2 separate regions of the Mus musculus genome follow, and region 1 is linked to region 2. A link is a contact called in public promoter capture Hi-C data. All regions are on one chromosome and are shown on one strand. Each heading gives the region's core, a stretch centred on a gene start, on an enhancer-like site or on the middle of the called end of the contact. The rest is flanking DNA. Distances are from core to core; before and after follow the strand shown.

What was found. Promoter capture Hi-C pulls out the DNA fragments that hold promoters and counts their contacts.
Region 1: a promoter capture Hi-C map of stem cell-derived epiblast-like cells shows a contact between it and region 2, with 2.6 times the contacts expected there. The contact joins the promoter of Dgkg here to the promoter of Liph in region 2. A contact is called at or near these places in 1 of 39 promoter capture datasets (stem cell-derived epiblast-like cells), 1 of 484 Hi-C or Micro-C datasets (LSK cells) and 1 of 115 datasets of contacts at active chromatin or transcription factors (bone marrow-derived macrophages).

Annotation. Positions count from the first base shown.
Region 1 is chr16:22,655,566-22,660,655 of GRCm38.p6, forward strand. Dgkg (diacylglycerol kinase, gamma) reads right to left here and starts at 1,666. Exons shown (of 25, transcript NM_138650.2): 1 at 1,384-1,666.
Region 2 is chr16:21,992,433-21,997,759 of GRCm38.p6, forward strand. Liph (lipase, member H) reads right to left here and starts at 3,110. Exons shown (of 10, transcript NM_001083894.1): 1 at 2,889-3,110. The coding sequence starts at 2,937.

The sequences.
Region 1 (5,090 bases), core at 416-2,915, 660 kb after region 2:
TCTCTCTCTCTCTCTCTCTCTCTCTCTCTCTCTCTCTCTCTGTGTGTGTGTGTGTGTGTGTGTGTGTTCTCACACACATTTGTTTTCTGATGTTTGCCCCGTGAGCCAATGTCACTCCTTCAGTCCTTTGTTGACTGTGGGGATACCCTGTACTCCAGCAAGTGGATCCTGAAGCTGCGTTTTATGAACACTGAATCCCAGGCACCAAGATAACAAAGTCGATGTCCCCTTCCAGACCAGAAGGGCAGACTACTGTCCCTCATGATGTTTGGAGGTGGTCATTGTACATCTCTAGATCTATGATGTGTCCCCTAAGGCCCCGAACCGAAAGCTTGACAAACAGTTCTCCTAGGTCCTGCTCCCCACAGGGAGGCCATCGTATGCTAATGAGGCACGGACAGATAATCTAGCAGCCGGGACAAGTGAGTCCGCAGGTCCACCCAGCACTCTTGAACGCCACTGTGGTTCAGTCACATGTCATCTGGCCCCTCAGCAGACCCTCCTGGTGCCCTCCTCCTCCCACCCCCGGCGACTGAGGGAGGGGTCTCTCCGCTACCTAGCTACCCAGAATTGCACAACGGGACTGCTTGCATATGGTGCTTTTCTTCCCTGTCCACAGCAGGGATGGAGGCAGAGCCCCTGAATCACCTGTAGGGCTTTTACGAGCTCCACAGCCCCCTCCTCAAATTCTAGTTCACTAGTTCTGAAGAAAGAGACATCAGGAGATATGTGTGCGGGGGTCTTGAGGAGTTCTCGTGTATGTCCCACGGCCTCACAGCCCCACAGGTAATTCTGGAGGTTCCCTTATAGAGATACCAACACAGACAGGTCTTGTGACCCAAAAGAAACAGGCCGATATTAGATTCCCACGACGCTACCCCTTTTATTTGCCAAGGTGTCTGTATTCTCTTCAGCTTCTCTCTAAACCCACCACCCTAGAGGCTTTGAACTTGGAGTGTCCCAAAGTCTCAGAACCCTGCGAGACTGTCAGAGGCTCTGGCGGCCAGACAGCAGAAAGACATTCTCTGCTCCCCGCAGCCCTCGGGTTCCCTGTGCCGCGCTCTGGATACCCTGGAGTCAACGTAAGAAAGGATGGCATTTGACCAGTTGCTTCAGCAAATTGCCCGAAGCAAGGCCGCTTGTCCTCTGCACACCTTCGCTTCTGCACCGACCACATAGGGAGGGGGCCCCACCCTGCCCAGTCCACTGGCGCATCCCCTCTGGCCAGGGTTTGTGGCAGGTGGCGCGGTCAAGATGAGCGCAGGGGCCTCGTCTGCAGTTCCTTTCCCTATCGCGGGACCCACTCTTGCTTTGCCCTGGCTCTCCAAGTTGCTGCCGGGTCCCCCCAAACTGGTGATCCCTGGTTCGCGGTCGCGGTCTTACCTCACCATGCAACACTTGGTTGCGCGCTTGCCGGGGGCGCTCCCTCCTAGCCGCTTATTCCCTTACTTGGGAGGAAAGAGGAACCGAGAGACAGAAGGGGACCGAAGCGGGCGCCCGGGCGATCTCCCGGTGCAGCCCTCTCTGGGGCGGAGACATCAGGCAGCCACCAGGGTTGGCGCCCCGGGGTCTTCCGCCTTCGCTGCTGGAAGGGAAGGCTGCCTCTGCTACCCGCTACGGCACTGCGGCTCTGCACCCTGTCCCTCGCAGCATCGCAAGTCCAGCTGCCACTCTCGCTGCGGAGCCCTGCCCCCCGGGCGCAGTGCCCGCCCCCGCCACACACCCGCGCGCGCAGACACACGCGCACCCCACAAACACACTGGTGCACACACATAAACACGTGCTGCGCGCACACTCGCACACCCACGGATGCGTTGGGTGGGAACCTCTGTACATGATCAGGGCACTCCTGGCTGGCAGGGCTTTGGTCAGAGTGCTGGTTGGTGGCTGTGAGAAACCAGCTGACATCAAGGTAGAGGACATTACTTGAAAAATACAATGTCCTCTGGCTGTTTACGTTCCTTAACCTAGAAACCTAGGGGTCTGAGCTGCCTAAATATTCCAACCAAAGCAAAGAAAAATATATTAACATAAAAATAAATCAACAAGTTCTCTGTTTTCTAGGAACTCGCTGTCTCTGATGTCCATTGTCATCGATCCCGTCCAGAAGGACATTTCTGACAATCTTGACCCAGTGGCAGCAGATTGGTGATTATTTCTCCTCTGCAGGCATACATGGTCGGGATCAATCTAGCTAAGCAGAAAGGGGCTCTGATGGATGGGTAAGGTCTCAGGACTAAAGATTATGATTTTTCTCCTTTGTCTTTGCATGACATTGGGTAGTCTTCCTACAGGACAAATAAAACACTTCTAAAACAAACAAAATATACATGCACAAGAAAAAAGAGAACTAGAAAAAAAAAAGGAAAAGTAGAAAATTAGAGAAAATGACGTGGGATTGAGGATAAGGCCCAAGAGGCTGCAGTGGCAGAGGCACGGGGACCTGTGGGACCTTTTCTTTCCATGACGCGGGTGTCTGCGTAGGGTGGCAGCAGCGGCGATGTTATTTCAACAGAATGACTTTTGTCAGTTTCACACCACATTTAGAGTCACCAGGAGTTTACTCTCATCTGTAAAATATGTGGAGTTCACCCGTTTCCACAGCCAAGAATTCTCTTCTGCCAGTGGGCAGTGGAGGTCCCTGTGTGGAACTGCAGCCAAGAAAAGCTTTTTTTTCGGAACGCAGAGGAGCAGGGGACTGTGTGTCTAGGCATCTGGGGAGGAAGCTGCAGACGTGACTGTTGAAAAGCACTGAAAGACCCAGTGGTTAACTCATCCCTGGCCACTAGCAGGGGGTGATGGAACCAAGACAGAACAGAAGTCCTGAGAGCTCTTACACTTCCTTCCGCATGATGATAAGGGCAAAGCCAATGGATGGATGGATGATACCCTGTGCTCACACTTCATCCACAATCCATTCTTTGATCCAGGGCCCCTGGGTAGCTTCTCAGAGCTGCCCTCAGCCAGGCTGACACACTTGGTGTGAGGGTGTTCTGTAACACGTGTGTGAGTTTGTCCTTCATCTTCTTGTTTCCATGTCAGGTACTGACTTACTCATTCCGAGAATATTTATTAAAGTTCCTGCTATCTTTTCAGGCACTTCGCACTGACTCCCGTCATGGACCTCACCTGGGAGAAAAGAGGAATGGAAAGACAGAAAGGGCTTAGAAATGTTAGTGTCTTGTCTTTTAAAAAGGCAGGCCCAAGCACAGGCTTACTGTACACATACTCACAGAACACAGGCCTACTGTATACATCTTCCTTGAGCATAGGCTTAATGTATATATGTTCACCAAGCATGGGCCTACTGTATACATCTTCACTGGGCATAGGCTTACTGTATACACCATCTCCATTGAGCTGTAATCTTACTGTATATGTCTTTGCTGTGCTGGGCTGAGTGACTGTGGAAGATGCAGTTCTTCTCTTCTGAATTGCATCCCTGAGGAGGCAACCACAGTTGCACATGTGTCACAGAAAACCATTTGTCTCTCCCTAGTCCGGACTCATTCTAGAGAAGGCTAACTTGAAGGAGAGCCTGGATAGGGAAGGCATGGCTGCAGGCAAGAGTTGGGACAACATGGAGCTTTCTGTCTTTGACAATAAGGAAATAATAAGCTTGATAGCATAAATGGGGAAGGCAGGCAGAAGTAGAGTGTAGCGATCCAACTTGGCATGCTAGGGAAGTTATTATATAATAATAAGAAACTCTGCAAAGGGTGCCAAGCAAGAATTTGGAGAACAGAAATGCTTATAAAGATTGGTAAATAGGTGCTTGTTCCTATAAAATATGTTTATGAAGTCAAAAGTGTTCACAAGAGGGTTTGTGAATAGATTCCTTTGGGGGATTCAATGGTGGTGCTGAGTTAAACATCTAAGCAGATACAGGGTACTTACAGTACAAGAAGCCTTGCTGACAGAGGCTAAGAAGTGGCTGCTTGAGTTCCACTCTAGTGACATGCAGGAAAAGTGTCATAATGAAGGTCAGAGCAGTATGGAAGGCATGAGAGATAGGAGCAGCAAAACGAACAGCTAGTCTGATAAAACAAAATGTGGATGGGGCAGGCTGGGCACGGGATCTGAAAGATTAGTAGATGTGTGCCTCAAAGACCAGGAGAAAATGGGCACTTTATACAAGGAGGAGAGGAGAGGGCTGGGAAATAGCCTTCAATACCCTAAATTCCCTGCTTGGAGTGGACACACAGTGAGGTGAGGTGAGCTTTTTTCTTTTTTGGTGTGTGCATGTGCATGGTGTGTGTGTATATGCACTTGCGCATGTATGTGTGTATGTGTGTGTGCATGTGTGTGTGCACTTGTGTGTGTGTACTTGTGCATGTGTGTATATGTATGTGTGTGTGCACTTGTGTATGTGTGTGCATGTGTGTGTGCACTTGTGTGTGTACTTGTGCATGTGTGTATATGTATGTGTGTGTGCACTTGTGCATGTGTGTGCATGTGTGTGTGCACTTGTGTGTGTGTATTTGTGCATGTGTGTATATGTATGTGTGTGTGCACTTGCGCATGTGTGTATGTGTGTGTGCACTTGTGTGTGTGTACTTGTGCATGTGTGGGCATGTGTGTGTGCACTTGTGCATGTGTGTATATGTGTGTGTGCACTTGTGCATGTGTGTGTGTTCCTTTTTGTTTTGTTTGTTTTTTATTTTTATTTTTATTTTTATTTTTATTTTTATTTTTATTTTTATTTTTTTTGAGACAGGGTTTGTCTGTATAGCCCTGGCTGTCCTGGAACTCACTGTGTAGACCAGGCTGGTCTCGAACTCAGAAATCCTCCTGCCTCTGCCTCCCGAGTGCTGGGATTATTCTTTTTTTCCCTTCAGATAAGAGGGTACTAATGAGCAAGCTGGGAAGTGTCTGAGACCAGCTTTCCTGAGGCAGGAGGTGTCCCCCATTGGAGTGGCATGGGAAGAATGATATCTTGCAAGGAGCCACTGCCCGGGTGGCACAGGTACCTCACTCTACAGCATCTTCAACCCAGGGGATGATACCCAACCCATGTTCCTCTTGCCTGGCCACCAGCCCTGTCTGCCTGGAAGGGAGGGTACCCTCTCTCCAATTGGCACACAGGCCTG
Region 2 (5,327 bases), core at 1,860-4,359:
GCTCACAAGTAACCATTAATCCAGTCTCAGATCAGAAGCCCTCTTCTGATCTCTATGAACACTGCATGCACATGGTACACATACTACATTCAGGAAAACACTTAAAATGAAATCTCAAAGAAAATTTTAAAAAATCACTTATCTTGATATCTGAGTTTTGGTCCCTCTGCTCCTTGGATGGGTAGCCCTGGCTGTCCTGGAACTCACTTTGTAGACCAGGTTGGCCTTGAACTCAGAAATCCTCCTGCCTCTACCTCCCAAGTGCTGGGATTAAAGGTGTGCGACACCACCGCCCAGCGGATGTTTTTCTGGGGAACGTTATTCTCACCCACTTTACCCTAAGGCCCAGACTGTCAGGATTGCTCTAAGAATTATAAGTGATGCCTATGAGGTTTCCAGAGCCTTGGCACACAGATGTCAAAAAGTTAGCAACTGGGGGCTGGAAAGATGACTCAGTGGTTGAGAGCACTGACTGCTCTTCCAGAGGTCCTGAGTTCAAATCCCAGCAACCACATGGTGGCTCACAACCATCCGTAATGAAATCTGACACTCTCTTCTGGGGTGTCTGAAAGACAGCAACAGTGTACTTATATATAATAAATAAATCTTTTTAAAAAAAGTTAGCAACTGTTGATTCAATGATGGGCTGGGAAAATACTATTTACCCATAGGATTATACAAAGACTTGAAACAGTGCATTCAAGGTGGGCTGGAAGTAAATCCTAATATAATTATTATACATTTTCTAGTTAGAGTCTAAGCTTCACCTATTAGCATACTTACATCAGTTTACAAAATTGACTTCTACCGTCTTATCCTTTGCATTATTTTATTTTTAAATTTTTTACATTTTCTTTAGCATTGTGTGTGAGTGCACACATGCCCTTGCATGTCACAGCTCATACGTGAGGAGCTAGTGTTTCCCTTCACCTCTCCGGAGGTTTGGAGGATCCAACTCAGTTCACCAAGCTTATACAATTGGCGCTTTTACCCACTTGCCATCTCTTTTACCCACTCGCCATCTCCCTAGCCCCTTTTGAATTAATTCTAAAACATGTTGGAGCATTTCTGAAAAGGCCTCAGAATTATTTGAACAGTTATTTTCCTTTCCCTCGTCCTGGCACTCCTATGTGTGTGTGGTGTGTGTGTTTGTGTGTACGCATGTTCACATATGTGTGTGTGTGTGTGTGTGTGTGTGTGTACACGTACGACTGTGCTTATGTATGCAGAGGCTCTCAGCGTTTGGCAGGTGTCTTCTTCAATCACCTCCCAGCTTATGAACTGAGGCAGGGTCTCTCATTGGAGCCTAGAGCTCTCTGATTCCACTGGTCCACTGGCTTAGGGATCCTCTGTCCCTGCCCGCAGAGTTCCTGTGTGGGACTTCATACCCCTTAGGCATTTATGTGGGTTCATACTTGTCCGGCAAGCGCTTTTTCCCCTAAGCCATCTTCTCAGCACCAAAGATCACTTTCTTTAACAACCAGTTTAATACTGGAACCAGCAAGACGGCTCGGTGGGTCAAGGCAACTGACAGCCCGACAGCCTGAGTTGGAGCCAGTACCACACAGTGGGAGTAGAAAACCAGCTCCTACATGCTGCACTCTGACCTCCACATGTGCCCTGTGGCTTGTGTGCCCAAACATATGAAATAAGTTAACAAATGTAATGGAAAACAGTTTGATATCTGAAACCTTACCCAGTCCTGGAGTAGAGACATTTCTACCATATCTAGTCTGCATTTAAGGTTTCCAGTTTGTTTGTTTGTTTGTTTGTTTGCGTTATTCTTGCAGTTGGGAACATAACTCAGTAGTGTGTTAAGGCCATAGGTTTAAAAGGACCTAGCACCATCTGCGCTGCCTCCACCTAAGGTTACTTCCGTAGAGCAAACAGCGTGTGCCATTTTTAGAAGCTGTGGAGCATGAGTGGTCTGCAGGTCTGATATCTGCCCCCTGCCCTTTAAACAGTTATTTCAAGGCTGGGTGTAGTGGTGAACACCTTTACCCCAGTGAGTTCAAGACTGGCCTGGTTTACACTGTAAGTTCTGGGCAGCCAGGGCTACACAGAGAAACCCTGTCTTAAACAAATACAACTTATGTCAGAATTCACAGTCACAAGCTTTGTGTGAGACGGAAGTGGGTTCCAGGAAGGACTGAGAAGTACATTTCCCTTCAGGTTTGCTATCTCAACACGGAGATTCATATTTTCATTTTGATTTTATTATCTTTCCTTGTATTAGAAATTGAACCCAGAATGTTATACATACTAGGCATATATTCTATGACTGAACTACATCCATGGCCTGGCAATTAATAATTTTTAAGATATAAATATATCACATACTATTATAAGGAATTTATTTATATGAAATTATTATTTTTGTAACAGTGGTTTAAATACACCTAAATAAATACACGAAAGTATACAAATTTACCATTGCAAAAAAATATAAAACAAAAAAAGAGAAAATGAGTTCGAGGCCAGCCTGGTCTACAGAGTGAGTTCCAGGACAGCCAAGGCTACACAGAGAAACCCTGTCTCGAAAAAACAAAAAAAGAGGGAGAGAGAGAAAGAGAGAGAGAGAGAGAGAGAGAGAGAGAGAGAGAGACTTCTCTACGTAAACATCACAAAATAAATTTTTACAGTTTCAAAAAATAAGTTATTTAATTTTATGTAGGTCAGAAGACACAATTTAACTAAGAAAAAATTAATACTACCCTTAGCCTTTTCAAGTTAACTCAAGAGATAAGGGTTTGATCTATGGTTGAGAGGGAAAAAAAAAAATCACCATAAGGAAGCTCATTTTACCCATAGCTCCTGGCCTCAAATATGCTCACATAGAACTTTGACGTCCACTAATACTTCTTAAAGACATTGGCTAAATGACCTACCTGATTTCACCAAGCACATGAAACTGATGAAAAAACATAGCCTCAGCATAGGGAACCTCAAGAGATCATGTGCCCCAAACACGAGGACGTGTCGCACTCCGCACAGAGCCTGGCGTTCCCGCGTTCCCGCGTCCCACCCTGAAGTCTGGCTTTCTCGAAGCGAGTGAGTCCGTGACAACAGGAAGTCCCCGAGGGAGGCTCTGTGGCCCTGTTAGTCCTGTCAGGATCTTTGGCTCCTCCTCTTTGCAATAAAAGGTCTGGGACTTTCTGCTTGCACAATTGGTGCATATGTTAATGTGTCATTTGCATTTGAAGGATGCCGAGTAAAAGGTTTCCTTCTTCGTGGGCGGTTTCCTAGCTGTTTGGCTTGGTGTGTTGAAATCAACCTCATTTGGAATCCTTTTCCTTTATGAATGAATCCCGGATGACAAATCCGGGTCAGTATTCTCCTATCGCCACTATGTATACAAAGCCACGTTCATGTTAACTCCAAGGTCTCCACAGAGCTGTCTTTAGACTTTTATTAAAAACATTTCATTGAGTTCAGCTATACAGCCTAATTTACGAATCTCTCTATGCTTCAGAGTTGTACTTAGCTTGCTTACTTCTCATCCAGAGTCCTGGTCTCCCTCATAACTGAGTTTTTATTTTTGCATTTTATTTACTGAGTGTGGCAGGTGAGTGTGGGTTGCAGTCCCTGTCCTTCCGTTGCATAGTCTTGGGGTCAGGCCTGGGGACAAGCACCTTTACCCGCTGTGCAATCTCACCCATCCAGTTGTCGTCTTAAAGGGGAAGAACACATCTACATCTTTCCAACCTTTCTAAGGCCTACACTAGAAGTAACCAATCCTTCTGCTCTGTGAGGTTATTGTGGGTGAGGGTACTTTGGCAGTAAAGAGTGTACCTAGCCTAGATGGAAAGGCAGGTCACTAATGACAGGATACACTGCAAAGTGATGTAACCCTCTTTGTAGTGAAAATTCCCCTAATCATAAGTTTCTGGGTATTTGAAAACCTTAAAAATAGTAAGGACAAAACCTAACAACAAAAAAACCCCACATTTTCACTCAAACATCAGGCATAAGCCATTAGTCATTTAGCATTGTCGAGGTGCCTGTGTCAAGTGCTTCTTGACAGAGGTATGTGGCCTCAATAAATAAAACATTTATGTTCTGTGTGTCTCAACTTTCTCAATCATGAAATGAAGATAAGATCTCTTGACTCACGGGGTTATGCAGACTAAATGAGGTATGTGAGCTCAAGTCTTCAACACTATGCCTGCTGCCAAAGTAATTGCTCCTGCCTCTTGCTAACTCCAGGTACTATCTTCCAGGTCACACAGCTGACACTGTCCCCACCCCTCTGAAGACTTGCTATAGAACAGAGAAGGGGAGCCGGGCAGTGGTGGGAGGCCAGCCTGGTCTACAAAGTGAGTTCCAGGACAGCCAGGGCTATAGAGAGAAACCCGGTGTCTTGAAAAACCAAACCAAAACAAAACAAAGAAAACCTGAGAAGGGGGCTTCAGGAGGAACTTGAGGAATGAGGGCCTCCTAGACCTTTTGAGAACTGTAGTGGGCTTTGCTTTTCTGTCCTGTCGGGAAATGAATTAAGGAACTGTAAACAGGAAACCCAACTCAACCCGCTTTTCTGCTTTGCACTTGCTCTAAGCCTTGCTCCTTTGAAAACAAGGGCTCTGGAGGACAGAGAGTTGTTCTGTCTCTTTAATGAACCTGCCCTGGAATGTGCCGCTCCCTGCTGGGTCAGTGTACCCACCTGATAAGTATTTGTTGAGTTCCCATCAGTCTAAAGTGCTTATCTGGACCTAGCCAATGTACTTTAGGGGCGAAACTATCCGATCCTCAGTTACAGGAATAAGGGTCACTCTGCAGGGTGGTCTTCTAGATGTTATTAATGGTTAGAGCACAGAAGTTCCCCTAACCTCATGGCTGGGTGCTCAGTTTTCATTCCAGCATTAAATGCAGCAGAGAAGCAATGGAGGAATCCATTCTTTCTCCTTTAGAGGAGTAAGAAATATTGACAGTGTAATAACAAGTACCAACTGTGCAATAGGAAAACAAAACCCTCCAAAGGTGGGGGAGAAGAGGAGTGTAGATGTGAGTCAGCACAGGACTCTTATCTGTTTAGTGGGTGGAGATGGGATCCAGGACCTTGGGCTAAGCAGGTGCTCTACCACCAGGCTGCCTGCCTCCCCAGCCCTGCAAGGGATCCTTCAATGGAGGAATACTTCTGTACTTTAATTGGGTGGTATCCATACAAATCCATGCAGTGAGATTACAGAGAAACACACACAGAGACACACACGTGCACATGTGGTGCTGACAGAGTCTCTGGGTTGTACCAATGTCTACTATTTTCTGGTTTTGGTAGAATGTTACTACTTTCATAAGATGTTGCGCTGATGGGAAACTGGGTGTGTACA